Linked DNA regions of Canis lupus: region 1 is linked to region 2. A link is a contact called in public Hi-C data. All regions are on one chromosome and are shown on one strand. The core of a region is the stretch at or near the end of the contact, and the rest is flanking DNA. Distances in the headings are between cores, read along the strand shown.

What was found. A called contact is a pair of places that touch in the nucleus more often than the background predicts.
Region 1: a Hi-C map of blood shows a contact between it and region 2, with 3 times the contacts expected there. The contact joins the promoter of LOC100683001 here to the promoter of AIMP2 in region 2. A contact is called at or near these places in 3 of 9 Hi-C or Micro-C datasets (blood and skin fibroblasts).

Annotation. Positions count from the first base shown.
Region 1 is chr6:11,793,338-11,800,006 of UU_Cfam_GSD_1.0, reverse strand. LOC100683001 (small integral membrane protein 10-like protein 2A) reads left to right here and starts at 4,794. Exons shown (of 3, transcript XM_038541713.1): 1 at 4,794-4,799; 2 at 6,046-6,381. The coding sequence starts at 4,794. It overlaps LOC119876354 (a long non-coding RNA gene), which reads left to right. Exons shown (of 2, transcript XR_005360613.1): 2 at 2,031-2,495.
Region 2 is chr6:11,517,060-11,523,789 of UU_Cfam_GSD_1.0, reverse strand. AIMP2 (aminoacyl tRNA synthase complex-interacting multifunctional protein 2) reads right to left here and starts at 2,197. Exons shown (of 4, transcript XM_038539475.1): 1 at 1,913-2,197. The coding sequence starts at 2,047. PMS2 (mismatch repair endonuclease PMS2) reads left to right here and starts at 1,961. Exons shown (of 15, transcript XM_038539467.1): 1 at 1,961-2,413; 2 at 4,488-4,622; 3 at 5,288-5,374; 4 at 5,566-5,668; 5 at 6,444-6,627. The coding sequence starts at 2,308.

The sequences.
Region 1 (6,669 bases), core at 3,545-6,044, 270 kb before region 2:
TCAGTGTCTCTTATGGTTTGCCTCCCTCTCAATTTTCATCTTATTTTATTTTTCCTTACCTTCCCCTATGTTCATCTTTCTTTCTTAAATCCCACATGTGAGTGAAATCATATGGGATTTGTCTTTCTTTGACTTTTTTTGCTCTAGTTCCATCTACATCATTGCAAATGGCAAGATTTCATTCCTTTTGGTGGCTGAGTAATATTCGTGTGTGTGTGTGCGCGCACGCGCGCGCCACATCTTTATCCATTCATCTGCCGATGGACATCTGATGCTTTCCATATTTTGGCTATTGTGGACATTGCTGCTATAAAGATTGGGGTGGATGTGCCCCTTTGAATCACTATGTTTGTATCCTTTAGATAAACACTTAGCAGTGCAATTGCTGGGTCATAGGATAGCTCTATTTTTAACTTTCTAAGGAACCTCCATACTGCTTTCCAGAATGACTGCACCAGTTTGCATTCCCACCAACAGTGTAAGATGGTTCCCCTTTCTCTGCATCCTCGCCAACATCTGTTGTTTCCTGAGTTGTTAATTTTAGCCACTCTGACCAGAAACACAGAGCAGTTTCAGAATAACAATATCAATAGTACCATCAACAATATCATTATTGAAAATGATTTAGGAGTTTATAGCAGTTTTAAATTTTTTATAATTTTTTTTGGTACAGATTATAGCTGTAATGTTTCTTGGAATGGTTCCTCTCTGTTATGCCACCAACTGGGTATACAGGTTCATCTGTTTCACTTTGCTTTCGAGTTTTAGGGATTACAAGAAAACTTTTTAAAGATTTTATTTATTGAGAGAGAGAGAGAGAGCATGAGCTGGGGGAAGGGTGAAAGGAGAGAGAGAGATTCTCAAGCAGAGTCCATGCTGAGCACAATGTGGGGCTTGATCCCATGGCCTGGAGAGCGTGACTTGAGACAAAATCAAGAGTCAGATAGTTTAGCCCACTGAGCCACCCAGGTGCCCTGATTTTTAAATCTTTTTTTTGTAAAGATATTATTTATTTATTCATGAGACACACACACAGAGAGGCAGAGAGATAGGCAGAGGGAGAAGCAGGCTCCCAGCCTGATGTGGGACTTGATCCCAGGACTCCAGGATCACAACCAGGATCCACAAAGGCAGATGCTTAACCACTGAGTCCACCCAGGTGCCCGGTGCCCTGATTTTTAAAAGCAATTTAAAACAAATGTATGGTTTATCCTTTTATTCAAATAACAAACAAAAGGCCCCTCCAGCCCCCCACATACATGTATATATGTATAAATATGTATACAGCCACATATATATGCAAATACGTATATGCATGTAAATATGCAGATATATATGTATTTTTATATATTTTAAAGATTTTATTTATTTATTCATGAGAAACACAGAGAGAGGCAAAGACATAGGCAGAGGGAGAAGCAGGCTCCCTGCAGGGAGCCTGATGTGGGACTCGATCCCAGGACCCTGGGATCACAACCTGAGCCAAAGGCAGATGCTCAACTGCTGAGCTACCCAGGCGTCCCTATGTGTATATTTTTATACATACATGTGTATGTATGCACGCACACACACATCTGTGCATACTTTTGTCCTTATTTTTTTTTTTTTCACTTATGACTCCATACTAGCACTGTGTCATTGATTCATATTGACCTTAATCTGTTGAAATAATAGGAGTGCCTGGAAAGGGCCCTTCAGTGAGAAACTGGAAACTTGAATTTTCTTATAATGGCAACTGAGCTCTCATGTTTAAATCCGCCCCACCCTTCCAAGTTTCCATGGGAATGAGCAAAGGAATATAAATTATTTCTGACCAACATTTTGGATCATTTGGGTCCATCCTTTCTTCCAGCCACATCATTGAGGTGTCTCATTCTTGGGGTTGCTTGTGATCCATAGTTAAGTATTATTAATTACAATGATTTTTTTGAGAACTATATATATTTTTGGTAACCTTATATTTTTCTATTTCTTTATTTTTTATTACATTGAGAGCCTCAAAATTGGAATTTCTTTTTTTTCTTTTTAAGGAAGCCCTACCCCCAACGTGGGCTTGAACTCATGACACCCAGGTCAAGAGTCGCATGTGCTGCCAACTGAACAAGCCAGGTGCCCCTATTTATGATTATTAATGGAGCCACTAAACTTGTATTCTAAGGACTCAAGGGCCCTAAGCATGAAAATAACTACCACTTTCTGGGTGCCCTCCATCTGCCTAGGACAGTGCCAGTGCATACTTGCTCTCATTTATTTCTCACAAATACCCTGTAGGATGGGTGTCCTTATCCTCATTTTACAGAACCAGGTCATGGGGCTAAAAGAAGTTGCTGAATGTGGAACTCTGCTTCCCTGTGCTTTTCTCATCATTTGAAGCTGGAAAGAAAAAAGACAACTATTTCTCTCACCTGAGTCACTGCTCCAACAGCAGGAAAGAAGATTGTAGATAACTCACCTGGTACCTCTAGATCAAGGCTTAATAAAATTATTTTCTTATATGCCTTGGCATCTTTTCTCCTATCTTCTCTTATAAACTTTACATGCCTTTATGAAAATACATTTCTTTTTTTTCTTTTAAGATTTTATTTATTCACGAGAGACACAGAGAGGCAGAGACAGAAGCAGGCTCCATGCAGGGAGCCTGACATGGGACTCGATCCTAGGACTCCAGGATCATGCCCTGGGCCAAAGGCAGGCACTAAACAGCTGAGCCACCCAGGTGTCCTGAAAATACGTTTCACATTGACTTATAATTAATTCTGCCTGGTTCTCAAATTAAAATTAGCAGAATGTCTTCCCAGAGACGCCAGAAAATTGGGGCTGAGTTAAATGTTAAGTCAGGAAGCTAGACTAATTTACCAGCCTACTCTATAGCTTGGAACTAGTTAACCTGGATATATATTAAACTTCAAATCTTGTTAACATTCCTTCGTGTTCTCTTTAACCTCCCATTGTGTCTAATTACATAAGGCTTTTTACCTTGCTCAGTGTGGTGATGTTGTTTACCATTGTTTATGGTAACTGAATGGCTTGTTAAATATGCCTCATTACTTCAATGGCATTTAGAGAAAAGAAATGAGTAACCAGGGAGGATATATATATATATATATATCCATATATATATATGGATATATATATATATCTCCATATCTCACATCCCTGCAGCCCATCTGGTCTTTCAACATACTTCTAATAAACAGGACTGCCAAATCTCCACCAGTGAAAATTTTTACAGGTCTAAGAATAAATTCAGCTGATCTCCAAACCTGTTCACACATTGTGAGATTGATTTTGTGTCTTTGGCAAATTTTCCACTGAAGACTCTAGCCTTCAAAATCTTTATTTTTCTAAATACTGTATAAAGAAGTGTTCATTTTGCTTTTTTGGGAAGGATAGCTTGAATGCAGATGATAATTCAGCAGCATGTATTCTGCATCCTCAAAGATAGCATCCACTGAGTGCTGAGAGAAAAAATAGCTTACAAAAAAAGGGGAAGTGAGCTTTTAATGGCAGCAATAAATGTGGCAAAATATGCTGCAAAAATAAGAGGAACTAAAGATTTGTGCAAATGCTTTGAAAAATATCATTTTAATAACAACAAAACTATCCAGAACCTAAAACCCTGAAATATCTATTTAAAATGGTCTTGGCCTTGGGATCACTGAGTGGCTCAGTGGTTCAGCGCCTGCCTTTGGCGCAGGGCGTGATCCTGGAGTCCCGGGATGGAGTCCCACGTAAGGCTCCCTGCATGGAGCCTGCTTCTCTCTCTGACTGTGTCTCTGCCTCTTTCTCTCTCTCTCTCTATGCCTATCATGAATAAATAAATAAAATCTAAAAAAAATAAAAATAAAATGGTCTTGGCCTGAAACACAATGGATAGTAAATATAGTATTGTGAGCATCAAAAAATGCAATTTTTCCCTTTTTTTCAAGATTTTTTATTTTTAAATAATCTCCCCATCCAAGGTGGGGCTTGAACTCAACCCGGAAATCAAGAGTCGCATGCTCCACCAACTGAGCCAGCCAAGCACTCCCCTGAATAAAGTGCAATTCTTCTTAACCAGTAGGTTTTAAAATTTTTTTTTATTTATTTATAAAAATGAATCCAGCAGAGAGCTGGATGTGGGATTGGAACCTGGGGCCTCCAGGATCAGGCCCTAGGCTGAAGGCGGCGCTAAACCACTGAGCCACCCGGGCTGCCCCCCCCAAAAAAAATTCTTTTAATGATTTTGAATGTGAATTTATTTTAGGGTAGAGAATTTTTAAATGACTTTTATTTTTTTAAAATATTTTATTTAGGGATCCCTGGGTGGCGCAGCGGTTTGGCGCCTGCCTTTGGCCCAGGGCGCGATCCTGGAGACCCGGGATCGAGTCCCACGTCGGGCTCCCGGTGCATGGAGCCTGCTTCTCCCTCTGCCTGTGTCTCTGCCTCTCTCTCTCTCTGTGACTATCATAAATAAATAAAAAATTAAAAAAAAAATAAAATATTTTATTTATTTATTCATGAGAGACAGACCCCATACAAGGATCCTGATGTGGGACTTGATCCCGGGACTCCAGGAGGCAGATGCTCAACCACTGAGCCACCCAGGCTCCAGGCGTCCCTTAAATTGCTTTAAAAAGAAAGATCTATTTATTTTAGAGAGAGAGAGGGGCAGTGGGAGAGGGAGAAAAAAACCCCAGCAGACTCGGCGCTCAGTGCAGAGCACAGGGAACTGGGTTTCACAAGCTGGAGATCACCACCCGAGACTAGGACTGAAAGGAAAACCAAGAGTCAGATACCCAACTGACTTCGTCATGGAGGTGCCCCTTAAATAACTTCTAAAAATGCAAACCCATTTTAGGGCACAGAATTTTTACATTTAAATCTATTTCACAAAATAAATAAATAAATAAATAAATAAATAAATAAATAAATAAATCTATTTCACAATGTTGCTTTCTTTTTAAAAAAAAATATTTATTCATAAGAGACACACAAAGAGACAAGCTCCATGAGGGGAGTCCGACGCAGGACTCGATCCTGGGCCCCCAGGAGCACGCCCTGGGCTGAAGGCAGGTACCAAACCGCTGAGCCATCCAGGGATCCCACACTGTTGCTTTCTTAAAGGATTTAAGATTTGCTTTTAATTTTGTCATTGAAACTCTTTTTCCCTCACCAGTACCAAATTCCCGTATTTTCACTAGTGGGCAGAAGTGAAGACGTGAAATACGGGTCTGAGAATAAATAAGGTGTCTACCTTCTTACCATGCAAATATTTGATAGAAGAAACCTATATGCTGAAGTAGGAATGTAAAAACTCATTGTAAAAAAAAAAAAAAAAAACAAAACACACACACACACACAGAATACTAGAAGTTTTGAAAGTTTCACTATTTTGACTTTTCACTCTACGGGCTTAATTAATATCATAATTTTTAAAGATTCGATTTTATATAAGTGGGCCCTGAACAGCAATGGCTGGGGTCGTGAAGCCATCTACCTGGGGAGCATGATCTGCCCCTTCGCCCCAGGAAGCCTCCCTTTGTTTGCTTTTTATAATTCTGATTAGCTATACATAAAACTTGCTCTAACAATTGTTTTATTTATCTTGGTGCGAAAAGGTGGTTTTATTAAAGCACAGGGACAGGACCCATGGGCAGGAAGAGCTGCCTATTTTCACAATTTTTAAATGTACAGTTTTCCGTTATTAAGGACATTGACGTTGCACAATCTAATTCCCGGTTCACCTTCTCCTTTAATTTTCCGGCTTACCATAAGGGGGCAGACGGAGACAACGTATCCGCCCCTCTGCGGGAGCATCCCGCCCCGCCTCACCCACGCATGCGCGCCTCACCTGCGGAAGGTGACAGAGGGCGGGGCAGAAGGCGGTGCTGGGGGCGGAGCAGAGGTGCGCAGGCGCGGCGCGGGCATTGTGACGTCAGGCCGCGCGGCCGGGCTGGGACCAGGCGGCGGCTCGCGGAGGCGCATCCTCTAGTGTGACGCGACGACTCTCCTCCCCACAAGCCGGCCCGCCCGCCCCCGGCCTCGCAGCCGCCGCCTCCCTAGCTCCCTCAGCGCGCGGAGCGCGGCCCAGCGGCCGGGGCGGAGGCCCGGGGGCGACGCGGCGCCGAGGGGCGGGGGCGGGCTTCTGAGCGCCGGGCGGCCGGGTCCGCGGCCGGTCGGTGCGCGGCGGGCGGGCGGCGGGCGCCGGTCTATATGGCGGCGGCTCTGTCCGGCCTGGCTGTCCGCCTTTCGCGCTCGGCCGCCGCCCGCTCCTATGGGGTCTTCTGCAAGGGGCTGACTCGCACGCTGCTCATCTTCTTCGACCTGGCCTGGCGGCTGCGCATCAACTTCCCGTACCTTTACATCGTGGCTTCGATGATGCTCAACGTCCGCCTGCAGGTGAGTGACCTTCCCGGAGCGCCTGTCAGCCCAGCGCGGCCCGGCCCACCCCGCCCCGGGACGGCAAAGATGCTGACAGGAGCTGCCCAGCTGGACGCTCAGTGTATGCCAGGCGACGAGCATGTTTCCTGCAGCCCCACGGGAGGAAAACCCGCTGAGGTTATTGTTGTCTCCGTTCTGCAAACGAGACTGGGGGCGGGGTGGAGCGGCTTGACCCGGGGCCGAGGGCCTCCAGCTGGGGCGTGGGGGTGAGGGGGCGTCCCCGGGGATGGTGGATGCTGGCACCGC
Region 2 (6,730 bases), core at 948-3,447:
CTACTAGTGTGTAATATCCTTCCATTCCTCAATGATAGTCCTCAAGTAGCATTCCAATCACTTCCAACCAGCCTGATTTGTGCATTGTGTGTGTGCATTACCTTGCTCAATTCTACAAGTGGCAGGAAGCTCCCTGATAAACCAGGGCAAAGAAGCACCTACTGGATTCCATGTCCCGGTCAACAGAGTAAACAGTGCCTGAAACAAATAGTACATTCGTAATGTGTCCTGTGACTGGAAGCCCAGCACAGGCTGGTATCACTCCTCTGGATGTGAGGAATGAGGAAATACTCAAGATCTGCTTTACCTGTACCTTTAACCTTGTTTGTTGGCTTGTTTTCCTGTTGAGATGAGATTGTGACATGGCACATGTCTATCCATTTGTTTTATATGTATTTTAGAAGCAGTTTATTCTTTCTGCTGCTCCTATTTGCCTTTAATATGCTTGATTTCTAATTATCGGTCTATATTATTATGATCTGCTAATCAAGAGGATCTAGGTGTCTTATAAGTTAGAAGTTCACAGCTGAAAGTCCAAGGAAGTTAGCAGCACACCAAAAAAAAAAAAAAAAAAAAAAAAGACTTGATCTCAAATGAGCTGTGACACTTCCAACTCTGAGTCTGGGTTTTCTTTTCAGTTCAGTGGGACTGTCCAGTTGAGCCACACTGGATCATGGTGCTATTTCCATCTTAGCTCTCTGGTGAGACAATTGTGTCCTTGTTTTCCAACTAACCCAACCGTTTGCCTTCCCATATAGGCAGAAGGCTATTAAGAGAAAGTGAAGGAGGAGCGCATGGTTGGCGCAGCCAGTTAAGCCTCCTGGATTCTTGATCTTGGCTCAGGTCATGATCTACAGAGTTGTGAGTTGAAGCCCTGAATTGAGCTCCACACGGGGCCTGGAGCCTACTTAAAGTGAAGGATAACACTCCATGGGAAAATGGACTATAAAAGTTACCCGTTCACTCATCTTCAGCCCGAATGGACAGAAGGTTTCTCTTGCTGGAAACCTAAGATGGGTATCTGCTGCCAACAAAAAACCCGAAAGGCCTGGGCAGACGCTTTACAAGAGAGTGTGCCAAAATGGCCAGCCAACACGACAAGGCGATCCGCTGATGTAGAAGTCTGAAAAACCTGAGCTAAAAACCACATCAAGCTCCAACGGTCCACCCACCTGCTCTGGGGAGGGTGCAAGAACCAGGAATTCAGTGCTCACGGCCCAGGCACACACACCTGCACACAGGCCGCTCCGGAAAGCGGTTTACCTAGCCCAAAGGATGACAGTCCACCTCCCCTCCCCAGCGCCGGTGCACACCCCAGGCCTGCTCATGCACAGGTGCGCCTGCCCACCGCAGCACCGATGCAGACCCGCCCCTCAGCGCACAGCAGCGAAGCTCAACCGCCCCGCCCCGCCCCGCCGACGCCACGGGAGCCAGGTCAGGGGGAGGCAGCCCCACACAGCAGGGTGCAGACAACGTCCTGTTACCCTAAGTAGCAGCGGTGACAGCGAGGATCGCTTTAGAATTCCTAAAAATGAGCATTTACGTGCTGCTCATATTTCTGTGGCCACAATCTGGTAGCAAAAAAGCTTTAGGAGCCGTAGGCGGAAAACGAAATAGATACAAGAGGAATAGAACTTTTAATAGACACAACTGGAACGCGAAACTGGCGGAAGCATGAAAGCGGGGGCGGGGGGGGGGGCAGGCGGCCAGGTCTGACCCCAGGCCCACGGTCCTTCAACCCCGACGACCCGGCCACGGCGCCTGCGCCCTGGGCAGAAGGCGGGCCGATGAGAGTAAGCGCCTGCGCACTGCAGGAAGGCGGGCGGATGAAACTAAGCGCCTGCGCACTAGACGGGGTGGAAAAATGTACACTCAGGACGAGTGGGGGCGGGGCGGGGCCGCACGCTCCTACCTGCACGTGGCCTGCGTCCGGCGCGGGGCTGCCTGTCCTGCCGTGCACGTTGGGGAGCCGGTACATGCAGGTGGGAAGCTCTACACGGAGTGATGCGCTGCCCCCATGATAGGGCTTTACCTGGTACATTGGCATCGTGGGAGCCAAAAGACGGAACGTGGCAAGTGGGGGGCACGGACGCTTAAAAACCGCCCGAGACCACGAGAGACCGCGACCACCTCCTTTCCGCTCCGGCTGCGGCCGTTCAGGAAAGCGCAGTCCGTGCGGTCTGATTGGCCCACGTGCTTTGGACGTCGCGGCCTCGACTCTTTACACAACCAATCGGCAAGAAGGAGGGGTGGGAAGCGTCGGCTGCCCCATCCGGAAGGGGCGGGGCACAGTCCCGGAAGCAACCAATGGGAGGCAGGGAGGCGGAGCCTCCGTGGGAGCGGCGGCGGGAACTGTCCCGAGTCCAGGAGGCGGGTCGGGTTCTGGATCCATGGAGCGAGCCGAAGGGCCGAGGTGAGCGGTGCGTGCGGTGTCCCTTCGCGGTCGCCGTTCCTGAGGCCCACGGCGTTCCAGACTCCATGAAGGGAGGGGAGGGAGACCGCGGTGCTAGGCGAGCCCGCGCGGGGGCCCTTTGGGGGGACACTGTGCGGTCGAGGTCGTCGCGGGGATCCGGCCCGCTCTCCAGACAGCGCGACATCCCCAGAGAATGAATTCATTTCCCTTCTACCTGGTTTCTCACTCTTTTCTTTCTTTCTTTCTTTCTTTCTCTCTTTCTTTCTTTCTTTCTTTCTCTTTCAAAATTGATGTTATTTTGGGGAAGCTTCAAGGCACATGCTAATTTGCATAGCAGCACAGGTTTTAGAAAAGCAGAACTTTTGGATCTCCTTGAGTGTGTCATTTCTGGCTAATAACCCGATTCGGAGGGAGTTTCAGGGTCCTGAACCCCAGGTCACTGTCCGGGTTTCAGTGTCTCATCCCCCGTGCTCAAAATAAGTATCCGAAGTGAATTGGCAGCTTGGGGTGTGTTCCCAAATAAAGTGTCAGAAAAACTTCTTTCCACTTTATGTTGTCATCTGGGGTTTTCATATTTAAGAGAAACCCGAGTGAAATTTTTTTGCAAGGTGGAACAAAGAGTAAAGATGTTGCTTGTTTTACAAGGGCTTACTGAGGGTCTGCTATGTGTTAGAAGTTGTGGGAGAGGACCCAAAGATTTCTCTCTCAGGGAGGCGCCTGGGTTCTGTTATACCCACATTATCAGTTAAGACCCTTACAAGAAATTGCTAAACTAACGGACGCAAGGAATACGTTCTTGGGATGAGCAGGAGTTTGCCAGGCAGAGGAGGAAGAGGGGAACGATTTAGACCTGTATAGACAACGTGCAGTGTTTAAATTTATTTATCTATGTATCTATGTATCTATGATAGTCACACAGAGAGAGAGAGGCAGAGGCACAGGCAGAGGGAGAAGCAGGCTCCATGCACCGGGAGCCCGTCGTGGGACTCGATCCCGGGTCTCCAGGATCACGCCCTGGACCGAAGGCGGCGCCAAACCGCTGGGCCACCCAGGGATCCCCAACGTGCAATGTTTAAAAGAGCTTGTGATATTCAGGAAACAGTTTGCTATGACTAGAACATAGGGGAATTGGTGAACAGAGGATTGCAGAGAATGAGAGAAAAGTAGACTGGGATCCAGTTTTTCACATGACTAGATTTTCAGATAGCAAACAGTGGGATGCTAGTAGATTTTTTCCCCCCTAAAGCTTGTTTAATTAAATTAAGCAATTATGTAAATTAAGTAGCTTTTTTTTGGTGGTAGCGGAGGGTGGATTGGAACAGGGAGAAAGTAGAAGCAAATTGGTTGCAAAACTCTTTAAGTAGGTACATCAAGAATTTTGGGTGTTTTTACTAAGGCAGCAGCTGGCAGCCTGGATTTGGAGGGGAGATTCAAAGGCTCCTGTGGAAATGGTTATATAATGGGTACTTAGTTCCTTTTTTTTTTTTTTTTTAAGATTTTATTTATTTATTCACAAGACACAGAGAGAGAGAGGCTGACATAGACAGAGAGAGCAGCACGCTCCCTGCTGGGAGCCTGCTGCAAGACTCCATCCCAGGATCCTGGGATCATGATCTGAGCGAAAGGCAGATGCTCAACCACTGAGCCACCCAGTTTCTAAGATGGCTTTTTATTTTCACATAAACACTGTATTTCCCACCATACTGTTGGGTTTTCAAAACGTGTGAGAAGTGTTGCTTTCACTTTTCAGAAGAAGATCCCATTGTCGCCAAAGATTATTTACCCATAGGTTGAATAGTACATGTGTCTCCTCCATGTAGATCCCAGTATAATTAAATTTCTAAATATCCATTGCATTGAAGTATCTATTCAGAAGATTTTTACAGATGTATAAGGGTTGTAGGTCAGCATTTATATTTATGAGTGTAATCAGTGGATTCATGAATATAATAAATGAATACATCAGACCCATTAGCTCTTAACAGAAGTGAATCATTTACTGCAGTTAAAACCAGGATGAAAATACATAAATGTATACTCGCTTTGTTTCTTGTAACTGATGTCTTTAGTACAGAACTTGCTAAGGCCATCAAACCTATCGATCGGAAGTCAGTCCATCAGATTTGTTCTGGACAAGTGGTACTGAGTCTAAGTACTGCTGTGAAGGAGTTGGTAGAAAATAGTGTGGATGCTGGAGCCACTAATATTGGTAAGTTTGGGAGAGTTTTAAGCCCCAGGGAACCCTCACTTTATACTATTTTATTCAAGAAACACTCATGATTGTAATGAGACAATCAAATGTAGATATACTGAGAAATTTTAGCTTTTAAACTTAATCATCTCTTATGTACCTAATACTTAGGTAAGTAGTAGTAATGATAAAAGCAGTTAACTTTTATTGTGTTTTTACTAATGTGCTTCACAGGTATTTTTCATCTGCAGAACAACCTTATGAGATAGGAGTTATCATTATTGTTGTTATTATATCTGTTTTACAAATAAGAAAATGCAGGCATGGGAATTTACTTTTTTTGAGGTTATAAAGCTAAGATCATATTTATGATCCCAGGAAGTCTGATTCCAGAGCCTATTCTCTTTAATGACTATGTTAAAATTATCTTTTTGAAAGAAAGGTAGGAAGGAAGAAAAGAAAGAAAAACAAAACTTTCATCTGGTTTAATAAATTGCCAGGAAGGCCTTTAAAGAAAAATGAATGAAACACACAAAATGACAATAGTACATTTAAGTAAGTAATAGTACATTTAAGTAAGTATAGTTAGGACTCACCTTTGCATTAGGTAAGTTATAAATACTGTCAGTATACAGGCATGTATGGATCTGTTCTTTGAGAAATTAATATGTTAAACTTTTTAGATCTAAAGCTTAAAGACTATGGGGTGGATTTCATTGAAGTTTCAGACAATGGATGCGGAGTCAAAGAAGAAAACTTTGAAGGCTTAAGTAAGTTGAATTTTTCTAAATTTTTCTAATCCTTTTAAAAATATTTGGACAAAGTATTTCAAAGCTTTGAGTAACACTATCTTAAGAAACACAAAAATGGCTTTTTAAAAACCGGTTACTTTGGTAGGTTGTCTATATTCAGGGTATGTCACTTGAGACATCTTGGGTCTTACTGTGCTCCTGTCTTTCAGCTCTGAAACATCACACTTCTAAGATTCAAGACTTTGCTGACCTAACTCAGGTTGAAACTTTTGGCTTTCGAGGGGAAGCTCTGAGCTCACTTTGTGCACTGAGGTGATAAAATATTTTGTCCGCTAACTTGACTTCTTATAAAAATCTCTCTGAAAACAAAAACAAAGAGATTAGAATCATTGCTTATACTTTTCCATCCTGAATGCCTCAACTTCTAACTTCCACATTCCATTTTATCTTACTGCCAATCTAAGTGATGATACTTCTGAAATGTAAGCAATGAAGCTAAGTAAATAGTCTTGGAAAAAAAATCATTGCCCTTGTTAAAATGTCAAAATAGCACATAAACCATAAATTATGTACATGTTGGTATTAATGCATTTCAACGTTTAGGAAAATATTTAACCAAAGCTCTTATTATATATAACAATTTAAAATTTTTATGAATAAATATATAAATAATTATTCATATATATTTAAATAATATATTCATATATATTCATATATAGTTCCAATATATAAATAAATTGGAACTATAATATTTTTTGGATCCTTGTGAAACATTTTGTTAGAACAATAGGAATAAAACTGAGAAATAAATCTTTATTCATTAGTGTATAAGCTTTGAGATCTTTTATTTTGCAGTTTAACCAAAAAAAAACACAAATATCAAAGCTTTTATCAAAACAACATTTATAAAACTCTCTGTTAGGTGCCAAGCCTTAGATTCTCTGATGATCATTCACTCATAGAAACTTTCTTGGATTATCTTAGAGAGATCAGCTATTTTCAGAAGGGGTTTTAGAGAACACAAGTAAGAAAATAGTGCCCGGCACCTGTGAGTTTCTGACCCAATCGTGCCTGCTCTCTCTCACAGTGACGTGACTATTTCTACCTGCCACACATCTGCAAAGGTCGGAACTCGGCTGGCATTTGATCACAATGGGAAAATTGTCCAGAAAACCCCCCATCCACGACCCAGAGGGACAACCGTTAGCGTACAGCAGCTATTTTATACACTCCCTGTGCGCCATAAGGAGTTTCAAAGGAATATTAAGAAGGTACAGTAAATCCAGAACCCCAGCTTCTCAGAGCCTTGGTAGTGTAATGTACATATGTAGTAAAAGATCTCCCACTGGAGGTAAACTGAAGTTAACTCTTCAG